3 separate regions of the Mus musculus genome follow, and all the other regions are linked to region 1. A link is a contact called in public HiChIP or PLAC-seq data. All regions are on one chromosome and are shown on one strand. Each heading gives the region's core, a stretch centred on a gene start, on an enhancer-like site or on the middle of the called end of the contact. The rest is flanking DNA. Distances are from core to core; before and after follow the strand shown.

Evidence for each region. HiChIP or PLAC-seq counts read pairs in DNA pulled down with a chosen protein or histone mark.
Region 2: an H3K4me3 HiChIP or PLAC-seq map of embryonic midbrain shows a contact between it and region 1, with 2.9 times the contacts expected there. The contact joins the enhancer-like site here to the promoter of Irx2 in region 1. A contact is called at or near these places in 1 of 39 promoter capture datasets (hippocampal neurons), 1 of 15 datasets of contacts at CTCF or cohesin (stem cell-derived epiblast-like cells), 12 of 484 Hi-C or Micro-C datasets (Sertoli cells, cerebellar granule neurons, cerebellum and 4 more), 8 of 115 datasets of contacts at active chromatin or transcription factors (embryonic forebrain, embryonic hindbrain, embryonic midbrain and 2 more) and 2 of 9 other capture datasets (embryonic stem cells and pancreatic islet).
Region 3: an H3K4me3 HiChIP or PLAC-seq map of embryonic basal ganglia shows a contact between it and region 1, with 2.9 times the contacts expected there. The contact joins the enhancer-like site here to the promoter of Irx2 in region 1. A contact is called at or near these places in 2 of 39 promoter capture datasets (hippocampal neurons and stem cell-derived epiblast-like cells), 2 of 484 Hi-C or Micro-C datasets (epidermal suprabasal cells and nephron progenitors), 7 of 115 datasets of contacts at active chromatin or transcription factors (cardiomyocytes, craniofacial prominence, embryonic basal ganglia and 4 more) and 2 of 9 other capture datasets (adipose tissue and liver).

What each region holds. Positions count from the first base shown.
Region 1 is chr13:72,626,828-72,630,319 of GRCm38.p6, forward strand. Irx2 (Iroquois homeobox 2) reads left to right here and starts at 1,993. Exons shown (of 5, transcript NM_010574.4): 1 at 1,993-2,486. The coding sequence starts at 2,235. It overlaps Gm20554 (predicted gene, 20554), which reads right to left and starts at 1,737. Exons shown (of 1, transcript NR_030701.1): 1 at 1-1,737.
Region 2 is chr13:72,957,306-72,960,797 of GRCm38.p6, forward strand. No RefSeq gene overlaps it. Among named protein-coding and RNA genes, the nearest start is that of Gm30049, 19 kb to the left of the region's middle. Within about 2 kb of position 1,941, at least 17 of the 459 cell types and tissues checked have an H3K27ac peak or open chromatin away from gene starts, as enhancers often do. A contact at or near this core is called in pancreatic islet, where this site is marked.
Region 3 is chr13:72,350,768-72,354,259 of GRCm38.p6, forward strand. No RefSeq gene overlaps it. Among named protein-coding and RNA genes, the nearest start is that of Gm41000, 190 kb to the right of the region's middle. Within about 2 kb of position 1,969, at least 21 of the 459 cell types and tissues checked have an H3K27ac peak or open chromatin away from gene starts, as enhancers often do. A contact at or near this core is called in embryonic basal ganglia, where this site is marked.

The DNA.
Region 1 (3,492 bases), core at 743-3,242:
TCTCACCTAGGGCCCCTTCCCAAAAGAATCTCTTCCTGCGAAAACAAAAATGTCTGAATAAACTGATCTGGCTCCACCCAGATGCCCTGTTCTGGGGTGCTAGCGTGGTGACCTCTTCCTTCCCTTCCCTTCCCTTCCCTTCCCTTCCCTTCCCTTCCCTTCCCTTCCCTTCCCTTCCCTTCCCTTCCCTTCCCTCCCCCTCCCTTGAATGAGTATGCCCCACCCAGGGTCTTTTCTGTAGATGCTAGACAGTAAATAACTCAGGGTATAAAGGGGAGTGGGCTCTGCACAGGCACCGAGACTGCTGAAAGGGGTTCAGAAGTTCTGGGGGGTGGCGGGGGGGGGGGCAATAAGGGGAGGGTGTATGGTGGTGGCAGTGTTTGAGTAGAGTGCCTGGAAAGTTCCTACCAAAAGTGATAAATTTGCTTGCCTGCCTGCCCGGGAAAAATTGTCTCCAGTCCATCACTACAATTGATCCCTGGTTCCCTGGGACCTGGACAAGACAAAAAGCAGCCTGGCTGACTACAGCATTCATTCGGTGTCACGGATCTGGCTGCTGCAGGAGCTGGAGCGCCACGATCCAGGCCTAAGCAGAAGCCAGGCGCTCACAGGCAGGAGAACTCTGCCGCCCTCTACTAGCTTCAGAGCCCACCGAGAATAAAATGGAAGCTCAGGCCCGCGCGCCAGGTTTCAGAGTCCTCGTGCTCTACCTAGCAAGCTTCAAGGAGACACCTGTTGGGCGGGCGCCCCCTCCCGGGCCAGCTCACACCTGACCCCTACGAATCCCAAGCGCCCCCCATTGACGCTCCTTTACATCCAGCGTACTAGTGCCCATCCTGGCCATCGACTCCCCTCACTTGGGGAAAGGGAGCAGGTATGGTCGAGAAAGTTTAGGGGCTGGGACCTAAGGGCTCAAGGGACCCGCGAGTCAACTCCTGGACCTCAGGTTACCTGAACCACCTCACGACTGCGACACTTCACAAGCTGGCCCATGTCCTTTCGGGAAGTGGCAGTGGATACTCTAGCAAAGTCAAGTCAGCTCTCCTGACAGGAACCTCTCCCCCAATTTCGAACAGGCATTCAACTTAACAAAAGAAAACAAAAACTCTTTTTGGACCAGAGTGGCGTTTGTTGAAGCGAGTCACTCACTGGCGTGTTCCAGACGTTAACGGACATGATGTTCCTAACACGGCCTGAAATCTTCTCTGTGGACTTGGACAGAAGCCTCACCACGGGGCCTCCCACAGCTTCAAACCGAAACGCTCAGATTCCGGGTAGATGCTTGGCAGCCCAGGCACCAGGAGCAGGAGACCGGACGGGAAGCCACACGGGCAGCCTCAGCCTGGAGTACAGGCGGACAGAGGACTGTAGAAGTGGGATGCCCAGGCAACTCTGCAGGTGTCTCCACACTGCCCTCCATCTCCCTGCGGTGTCTGCCCTGGACACCGCATGCGACCTGGGCTGCTATCTTCAGGGTGATGAGGGGTGCCCGATCCGTATGTTCTCCAGGTGGATCGGACCTGGCCCGACTGCAGGAGGCCTTTGCTGACCAGTGCTAGGCGAGCAAGAGCGCCGGCAGTGCCCGGATGGGGCCCCGGGAAGGAGAAAGGTGGCTGGGCCAAGGCGGGAGTCGGCGGCGGGGTGCGCGGACGTGGCTGAGAGGATGTGCCAGTGGGAGGGGGTGAGCGCTACGCCCAGTTTGGCCAGGCTGGGCTTCACCGCTGCAGGCTGCGGGCCGGGGCGGGAGTGGAGAGAGGCCGCTGCGCGACAAAAGCCTGCACGTCCCTCCCTCCAGCCTCTGGCTGCCACTCCTCCGCCTTCCCCTCCACTTCCCACCCCTCCGCTCTCTGCCCCTCCCCCGGCCTCAGCGGGGCCTCGGCGGCGGGCGGAGCAGGGGAGGGGCGGGCACCAGAATATGCAGATGAGAGTGTGACGGACAGCTCGGCGTTCCAATGTCCCTCGGAAACTCGAGCGCTCCTTCCTCAACTCCTCACTCCTGACTGCAGACTCCCCCAAATCCCGACCGCCGGCCTGGCGCGCGGCTGCGCCCACCGGCTCCGCGCTGCCGCTACCGCCGCCCCGCCGATCCTCCAGCCCCGCGCCCAGCCTAGCGCCCACCAGCCCAGCCTGCTCCGGCCCGCGGCCTCGGTGCGCCCCGGCCGGGCGTGGATGGAGGGCGCCGCGCGCGCTGCCCGCTGCTCCGTGTGACGCGGGCCCCGCGCCCCGCGCCCACCATGTCCTACCCGCAGGGCTACCTGTACCAAGCGCCCGGCTCGCTGGCGCTCTACTCGTGCCCCGCGTACGGCGCGTCCGCGCTGGCGGCGCCGCGCAGCGAGGAGCTGGCGCGTTCGGCGTCGGGCTCCGCGTTCAGCCCGTACCCCGGCTCGGCGGCCTTCACAGCGCAGGCGGCAACCGGCTTCGGCAGCCCGCTGCAGTACTCGGCGGACGCCGCCGCCGCCGCGGCTGCCGGCTTCCCGTCCTACGTGGTAACTGCTTTGGGGTGGGGGCTGGGGAGACCCGGACCAGGGAGTGAGTTGAGCTGAGCGCTGGGGACGCGTTGCGGGTGGCAGCTCCAAAGTCACCAGCACCCGTTGCCGCACTAAACAAGGGACGGGACTGACCTGCAGAGCTCGTAGGCTGATTTCCCTTGAGCTCGTGCGAAGTGCTACTCCACCCGTGCCTGGGCCAAGAGTAATCTCTAATCCGCGCGTGCCGATTGCTGGGGCTGCGAAATCTGTCCACTGCTCTCCGCGTGGTTCCAAGCTGAGGGCCCCGGCTGCCCAGGCCTCTAGGGCCAATGCCGCAAGCTTTGGGTTTCTTGGCCAGACTGGTGGCGGCGGGGTCACGGGGTGGGGGGGTGGGGATGCGGGTGGGGGGGGGGTGGGGTGGGGATAGGCTGAGCCTGTGGCTCTCGCCCTAGACCCAGGCCGAAGCTCTTTAGTGTTGGCCGTTTTCTGTCTCGCTGACCCGGCTTTCAGGGAAAAAAAAATAATGTGTTAACGGGTTTGGGACCCGCTAAGTGCTGCCAGAGTTCGTAGTAGGCCTATGGGTTCCAGCTCCGTAGATCCGGGATCTGTCTGAGCATCTCTGAGTTCTGAAAACAGGCCCCGCCAGAGCGGGTCTTGGCAGTTTTGGGGTGTGTGAAGACATTGTGTATGGGCGGAGGGGGTTTGCTCTAGGTGGAATTCCCTGGGTAGGAACCAGGCCTTGGGAAAAGGTTACAAACCTCTCCTAGTTAAACGTTAAAGGATGAATTAAAATGCTAATTACTACGTAGTTGAAGAATTGGAAACGCTGACTGGCTTCTGAGTTGCAAATTGGATTTACTCTGCTTTAGAGGGTGAATAGCGGAGTGGGGTTCCGAAGTATTTTTTAAGCTACATAAGGGAGGGAAGGGAAGGAGGGAGCAGAGCGGGAAGCCTATGATGAAATTTAGATATAAAGAAACTACTTGCTGTAGTGCGGGACTATCCAGATATGTTTGCAGACACT
Region 2 (3,492 bases), core at 691-3,190, 330 kb after region 1:
AGAGTATGTTCCTCCGTACCTAGTGAGCAGGCAGAGACTATGATTGCAGACTGGGGATGTCAGTTGTCCATTTTTTTGGTGAGCCTTAGAGGCCAAAAATGGCCTCCTCCTGGTCTTCCAGGGATGCTTCCCCACATTTTAATACAGTGTGGCCTCTGGTACCACTTCCAAGCCAGTGCTAATAATTCTGCTGTAACTTGATAACATTAAACCAAAGGTTGTGACCTATTTTTTTCCCCACAATAGGCTAAACCAGTGGTTCTCAGTCCATGAGTCACAATCCCTTTGGAATACACATACTAGATATCTTTCATAACAGATATTTACATTATAATTCATAACAGTAGCAAAATTGCAGTTTTGAAGTAGCAATGAAATAATGTTATGGTTTGGGGTCACCACAACATGAGGAACTATATTAAAGGGTCGCAGTATTAGGAAGGTTGAGAACCACTGGCTAACACATTTCCCTTCAATTCATACATTGATGCTTTAAGTCCCAGGACCTCCTAATGTGGCTCTATTTGGAAACCAGTCTTCAATTGCTGATTAAACTACAATGAAATCGATAACATTGCCTTCACTCAATGGAGGGCCTGGTGAGAAGACCCAGAATGTGGGAACAATTGAGACACCACACAAGGTCACAGGGGAAAGACAAGCCACATCTGTAAAGACACATCTGGTCCTCACCAGGACAGGAGGGAACAAATGTCTGCTGTTGCTATGCTGTGGTCGCCAAGCTGATAGAGGTTTGCAGTGATGTCTCTGTGTGCATTCACATAAACTGGGTGCTTCTGTCCCTTCAAACACATGCTAGTTTCTAAGTCATACTATGAAGAACACGGAAATGTGTGCCTCATCCCTTGGCATACCAACACATGTATAAAATTTTCAAACTATTTGATCAGCATATGTCACTCCAGAAAGACGTGTGTGTTTATCTTGCAGATGAGTGTGAAAGGCTCTGCACCCACCATGGGCATGCAGCTCAGAAGCCAAAGATCAGATGAAAGAGGAAGCACAGAGGTTACACCCTGGGGACAAAGTATAAGCAAGACATGTAAAACCTCCCGGCCATCCAGAAGAGCCATGGAGAAGACGACATTCATTATGTTGGTTTCATGCAGCCGGCTTGCATATTAAAAATGAAGAGGATCTGAGCAAAATCAGAGTCCGAAAAGGCCAGCTGCTTTTCTTGCTTTTGTTCCTTTGCAAAGCAGCCATTGATAATCAACACACAAACAGGGGGTGGGCCCTGTGGTCAGTGCACCCTTTAAATAGAGAGAGAAGGTAGTGTCAGGCAAAGCAGCAAGGGTCCCCAGTGTTCTTTGGACTGACCTTTCTGTAATTGTGCATTCTGGACAAACAGACTGCAGGCACAGGGCTGGGAGGGTCCTCCTCCCTCCTCTCAGCAAAATGAGCTCCCCTTTTAAAGTGAAAAAGCATTATTGATCAAAGAGAGGGGTGGCTCCCTATGTAAAGAAGGCACAGCTGGTGTTGCCCCGTGCCTCATGCAGGCGACACCGATGCCCCCTCTTATTAAAAACTGGCCAGATTGCATTCCAAGTCCAGCCTGCAAAGTTAATGATAAGCTCACAATAAAGCCCCAACATGGATGTGAGCCTTGTAATACACCCTGATTACTTGCGTTTTCATTAGTGGCCGAGCAGCGGGCTGGCCGGATGGTATTTGACACACAGACGGACGCTCCCAGGCGCTCTGCGCAAAGCAGCCTCACTTCAAAGTCTTTGCCCTGCTGGTTTGGTTTACACCTGAGCCAATTAGCTGGGGAGATCAGAAGAGGCCTGAAAATGGAGCTGAGTCCTTATTTCTGGGTTGGAGAAAGTCACTTGATCCCAGGTAAAAAGATACCAGGAGAACAATAGCAGAGAAAGTGAGAGGGGATGGGAGCAGAGGGTGGCGGGCACTGTGTACACACAGGGAGAGCCCAGGACTGGCCAAGAACAGGCTGGAGCGAGGCCTGGCCCTCACTCAGGGGGTTTGTTGGGCTTTTGTTGGCAACAAAGGGGCTAATTGAAACGAAACAGTCTGCAGTCTGTTTGTTGGCACATCAAATATGCTGTAAGATATGCTGATGCGTGCTCTCCCTGAATTATTGAACATCACAGCTTCCAGAAATAAGACAGGCAGGCAAGGCTGAGAGAGGTGCTGACAGGGCCACACTGCTGTTTTGAAGGCCAACTGCCTGGATGCTAAGGTGCACCCCAGTGCTGGGGCACTTCTGGGTTCCCCTGAAATTGTGAAAGGCACCAAACCCAGGAGAGAGAGAAGAGCCAGCCTGTCAGAGGAGAGCTGGTGTGGCATTATCTGCTGGACCAAATGTTCCAAGCACTTCTGGAAGAGTACATCTTTGGTGTTGGGAACAAGTGAAGTGGAACCTGCTGGGTCAGAGCCCTGTCCTGCAGTCACTAAGCCACGAAACAGAAGAAGGAGCCACCGAAGGAAATGGCAAAAAGACAAAAAGACACATTGTGAGTCATTTTAAAGCAGTTCATGAACATGGGCATGCTCCCTGTATTTGTGAGCCTGTGTTCCTATGTGTGCACAATCCTGTTGCATAGATGTATGTGTATCATAGTAAGGACATCCTCAAGTCCCAGGGGCCAGAACACTTGTGTGGAATTAACCTGGGCCTTGATGCAGTGCTTCGTAGGTTAAGGTATTTTTTGCCCTTCAGTGAATAAGACTCATACTTTCCTTGTACTTTGCAAAAGAATGTCTCCTTGGGATCCTAAGATATCGTTCATGTCAGGAAATAGAAGATATGACTGAGTAGTCAGAAGTCACTGTGCAAACCCAGGACCCTCTCTCTACTGAGCCTTGGAATGCAGGCACAGGAGTTACTTCCATGGAAGACAGAAGGATCATAGTCTAAGGGCCCAGGCAACAAAGCCAGCCCGAAACAAGGCATCACCAACCAGAGGTCTAAACATCAGCCCTACATAGGGCAAATGGTGAACAGAGCACATGTGACTAGCGACACTGTATTGAAGCTCCTAGGATTTACAGTGCTCTGCTGGTGATTTGGCCCAGAGCCCTGGAGGCAGTGGTTGCTTGAGATCAGAAACATTACCTGACTGCCAACTGAGCTGAACCTCACACCCTGCACCCACCTCAATGAACTGAAATGGTACATTTGATTTTCATATGTAGAATGCATATAGACAAGGCCTCTTCTTCTTAGTGTTTTGGTAGGCACAGATACAGACAGTATTGAGTGCCAGGTACTATTCAAGTTCATCTTCCATGCTGGTTTGGATGCCTGCTTCTTCTCCAGCCTTGGAAGCAGCCTTCAATATTAAGTAGACTGGATGAGATGAGATGAGATGAGATGAGATGAGATGAGATGAGATGAGATGAGATGAGATGAAGTTGGAACCCCACACACAGCAAGATACAATAGATAAGCCATAGATGGACTACAGGAAATAAAATGTACATGAATGGAGCAGAAAGCAAAGATCAAGG
Region 3 (3,492 bases), core at 719-3,218, 280 kb before region 1:
CATCACAGAATAAAAGTCCAGGCATCTTCATCTTTGGTGATTACATGCACATTAGCAAATCTGTCTTGTCCTGATTCACTGTTGCAAAGCATGAACAGAGGTTAGACGTGCCATCCGGGTTGCTGAGAGACGCCGAGAAGCAGGACTCTCTGCTTTGATTCCTTTCACCATCATTGGTTAAAGTGCAAGGCACAGCGAATGAGGGTAGTTGTCAGGGTTAGCTTCCAAGGCCGTGGGTGTTTTTTTATTTTTAGGGGGGAAAGTAGTTTTATTTTAATTTTATGCCCCCACCCTTTAAGGGATCTAATTGCACTGGTTAAATGCAGCTAACAAGTTTTTTGTTTGTTTGGTTTTGTTGTTGTTGTTGTTGTTGTTTTTTAATATGCTCTCTAGGCAAGTCTAACTTTAGATGCTGTAGATGGACAAGCTTGATTGTCTGAACCAAAAGGGGAACATTAAATAAACATCACAGTCCTCACTAGTAACATTGTGACTTTGCTGTCAAGTGTAGATTCTCCGTCTCCCACCCCCACCCCCAAAAGATGAAGAAAAAGTTTGTGACCATGTTGTATGGCTTGTCTGGAAACTTCTGCAAATTTTATGTTTTAGTAAAATATTTTTTGCTATTATGAGAGAGAGGGAGAGGGAGAGGGAGAAGGGAGAGGGAGAGGGAGAGGGAGAGGGAGAGGGAGAGGGAGAGGGAGAGGGAGAGGGAGAGGGAGAGGGAGAGGGAGAGGGAGAGGGAGAGGAAGAGGGAGAGGGAGAGGGAGAGGGAGAGAGGAGAAATCCTCCCTTGTAGTCCCACAGAAGTGATGCCTTCCTTGCTTGTGGCTCTGATACCCACCCTCATTCTGCCCATGCCTTCTCTGCCAGCAGAATTGCTAGTCTTGTTCTAGACAGACCAGCTTTGACTAGGGAGATGTTTTGTTCCTATGCCCAGAAGCTCAGTGATGTTTTTCTCCGTGTTCTCATTGAGCTGTCCTGTGACTTCCAACTCCCTCTGTTGCCTTGAGGTTCCGCATTCCCAGGCTGAACTCATTTTGTTTCAAGTACTGCATTTGTCTGGGTTGCTGTGGGACTCTTCCCTGGGATAATATGGCGCTGTTATCCAAGACAGTGAATCCTATGCACTTGGGGCCCTGTCCTGAGGAGACACAATGTGGATCATGAGGCACCTTGAGGAGAATGACAGTGACTAGTGAAGAGTGTCCCATGTTCGATGACCTTCTGTGTCCTCGTCTGTTGTCTTACATATCTGAAACACACAAAGACCTGCTTGTTTGGAAAGTAGATGCTGGTATATCCCTTGTGTAGAGAGAAAACAAGGTAGAAATGGGAAATACACACACATACAAACACACAAACATACGCATGCACAGCATGCATGTACATACACACATGCAAACATGCATGCACGCAAGCTCATACAGATGCACACACATACACATATACACACTCACACACATGTGTATGCACAGACACATGCACACAGGCACGCACACACTCTCTCACACATTACTCACTCATGGACGCGCTCACACAAACACAGCAAAGCAATTTGAGATTTTCCAGTGGAACTCAAATGTCTGAGAAGTGTTGCTGTTTCCCTCCAGACCATGATAATCCTCCAAATATAGAAACAAAAACTGAGGTTTTAGGGGCTCTGTTTGCAAGGGCACCTAATGATTTCTTTTCAAATCTCCGAATACTCTCCCAGTCCTTTCTGTTCAAATACTCTCGAAGCTTTGTTAATTTTCAAGGAGTTTAAGTTGGAATGACTTGCCAATCTCAGGAACACAGACATCCAATCCAGGCCTAGCCACACACTCTGTTTATTTTTCTCCTAATGAAAAGTGTGACAAGCAAATAATTAAACTGAAAAGCCAGCATGAATTAGAGTCCACGGCCACAGAATGGACCGCTTTTGAAGACTGTGCTTTAGAGCTTGTGCTTCGGAGAAGGCGGCCCTTAACCATCGCGGCGATCTGGCCCAGTCCGCGCTTGCTTCATCGAATGGAATGCGCGATGTGTCACGGCATAACAAATTATTTGTGTTGGATTTATTTCAACGAATTCCCTGTCTTCTCCCCGTTTCAAGAGAGTAAGCCCCAGGTTTTCAAACATTGTGAAAACAGCCAGATCTGAGAGACATTATATCCACAACAAAGGGAGACCGGTCACCAGCACAGTTACGTTGTCTTTTGAACAACGAGTCAATGCAGACAGAAGTAAATGACAGTTAATTACAAATTACATTCTGGTTGGGGCTGAGCAGGCCTCTTGCCTTGAATAATGATCAGGCCCTCAGGCACTCACCTGCCTGTGAGGGACCTTGTGAGGCACAGTCTGGGGTGTGGGACAAGTTTCAAAACAAGCAGCTAAACACAAAAGCTTATTGGATTACAAAGATTTAGGAAAAGCATTCAGATCTCTCTGGTCACCAGAGGAAGGGGCCGGGTTCTGGGGCGAGGATACACACACACACACACACACACACACACACTCCTGTAGGCTTTGAATGTGAGATTCACTTTCTGTGTGAGGAAAGGGGTCCTTGTTTGCTAAAGCTGGCAGACTTTTCTGGTGCTGAGCAGGTACTCCAAGGAAGAATAGTGTATGCTGGGATCACTGTAACCAGCTAATTGATGGCTAAAATTCTCAGATCGACTTAAACCCGCACACAAACGAAAACAACGATGTGCCCAGGTTGTATGTAATATACAATTGGGTTTTCATTGCCATCAGCTGACATTTTAATTTATTAGTAATGTTTTTACATTTATCTAGCTTAAAAAGTCATGAACTTATTACATTTTAAGTGAAAATCCAAGTCAATCTATTTGCAAAAATAAGACAGTGTTGAAAATAATTAATGTCATTGTTGGTGCATTGAAAAGACCTTGGTTTTTGTAATTCACTATAGCAATTTCTATTCATTTAGATGAGCTAAGTGCTTATTGTTAAAGACAAAGGACCCAACAGTTTGACATTGAGCTCATTGGCTGAATTAGAAACTTTAACAATTCAAGGCCACACTCTGTGCAACAAGGCCCAGCAATAGGGGATGGGATGGTGTGCTTCGGGATTAACATATAACAAATACTATTCTCCTAGCTTCCCTTTTAGACTTGATTGGAGTGTCCAAACACAGATGATTGGAAACCACTCTTTAATAATGAGACCCATCAGTAAACTGAGACAATCTCTTGCTGCTTGATCATCACTGTCCTCCTCACCCCTGGGAGTGTGTGTGTGTGTGTGTGTGTGTGTGTGTGTGTGTGTGTGTGAGTTCACTGGAAGCCTAAGCTACATGATGAGTTCCAGGCTCACTGTTCCCACAGTGCAACACCCTGCTTCTAACAACAGAACAGCAGCTGCCCAGGTACAGGAAGTAATCCTAAAAGCCAAACACTAGCATTGTATAAAGCCTCCCCACAGCAAAAGAAAAAAATAGTCAACAGAGTGAAGACATGCTACGGAATTTGTTTATCA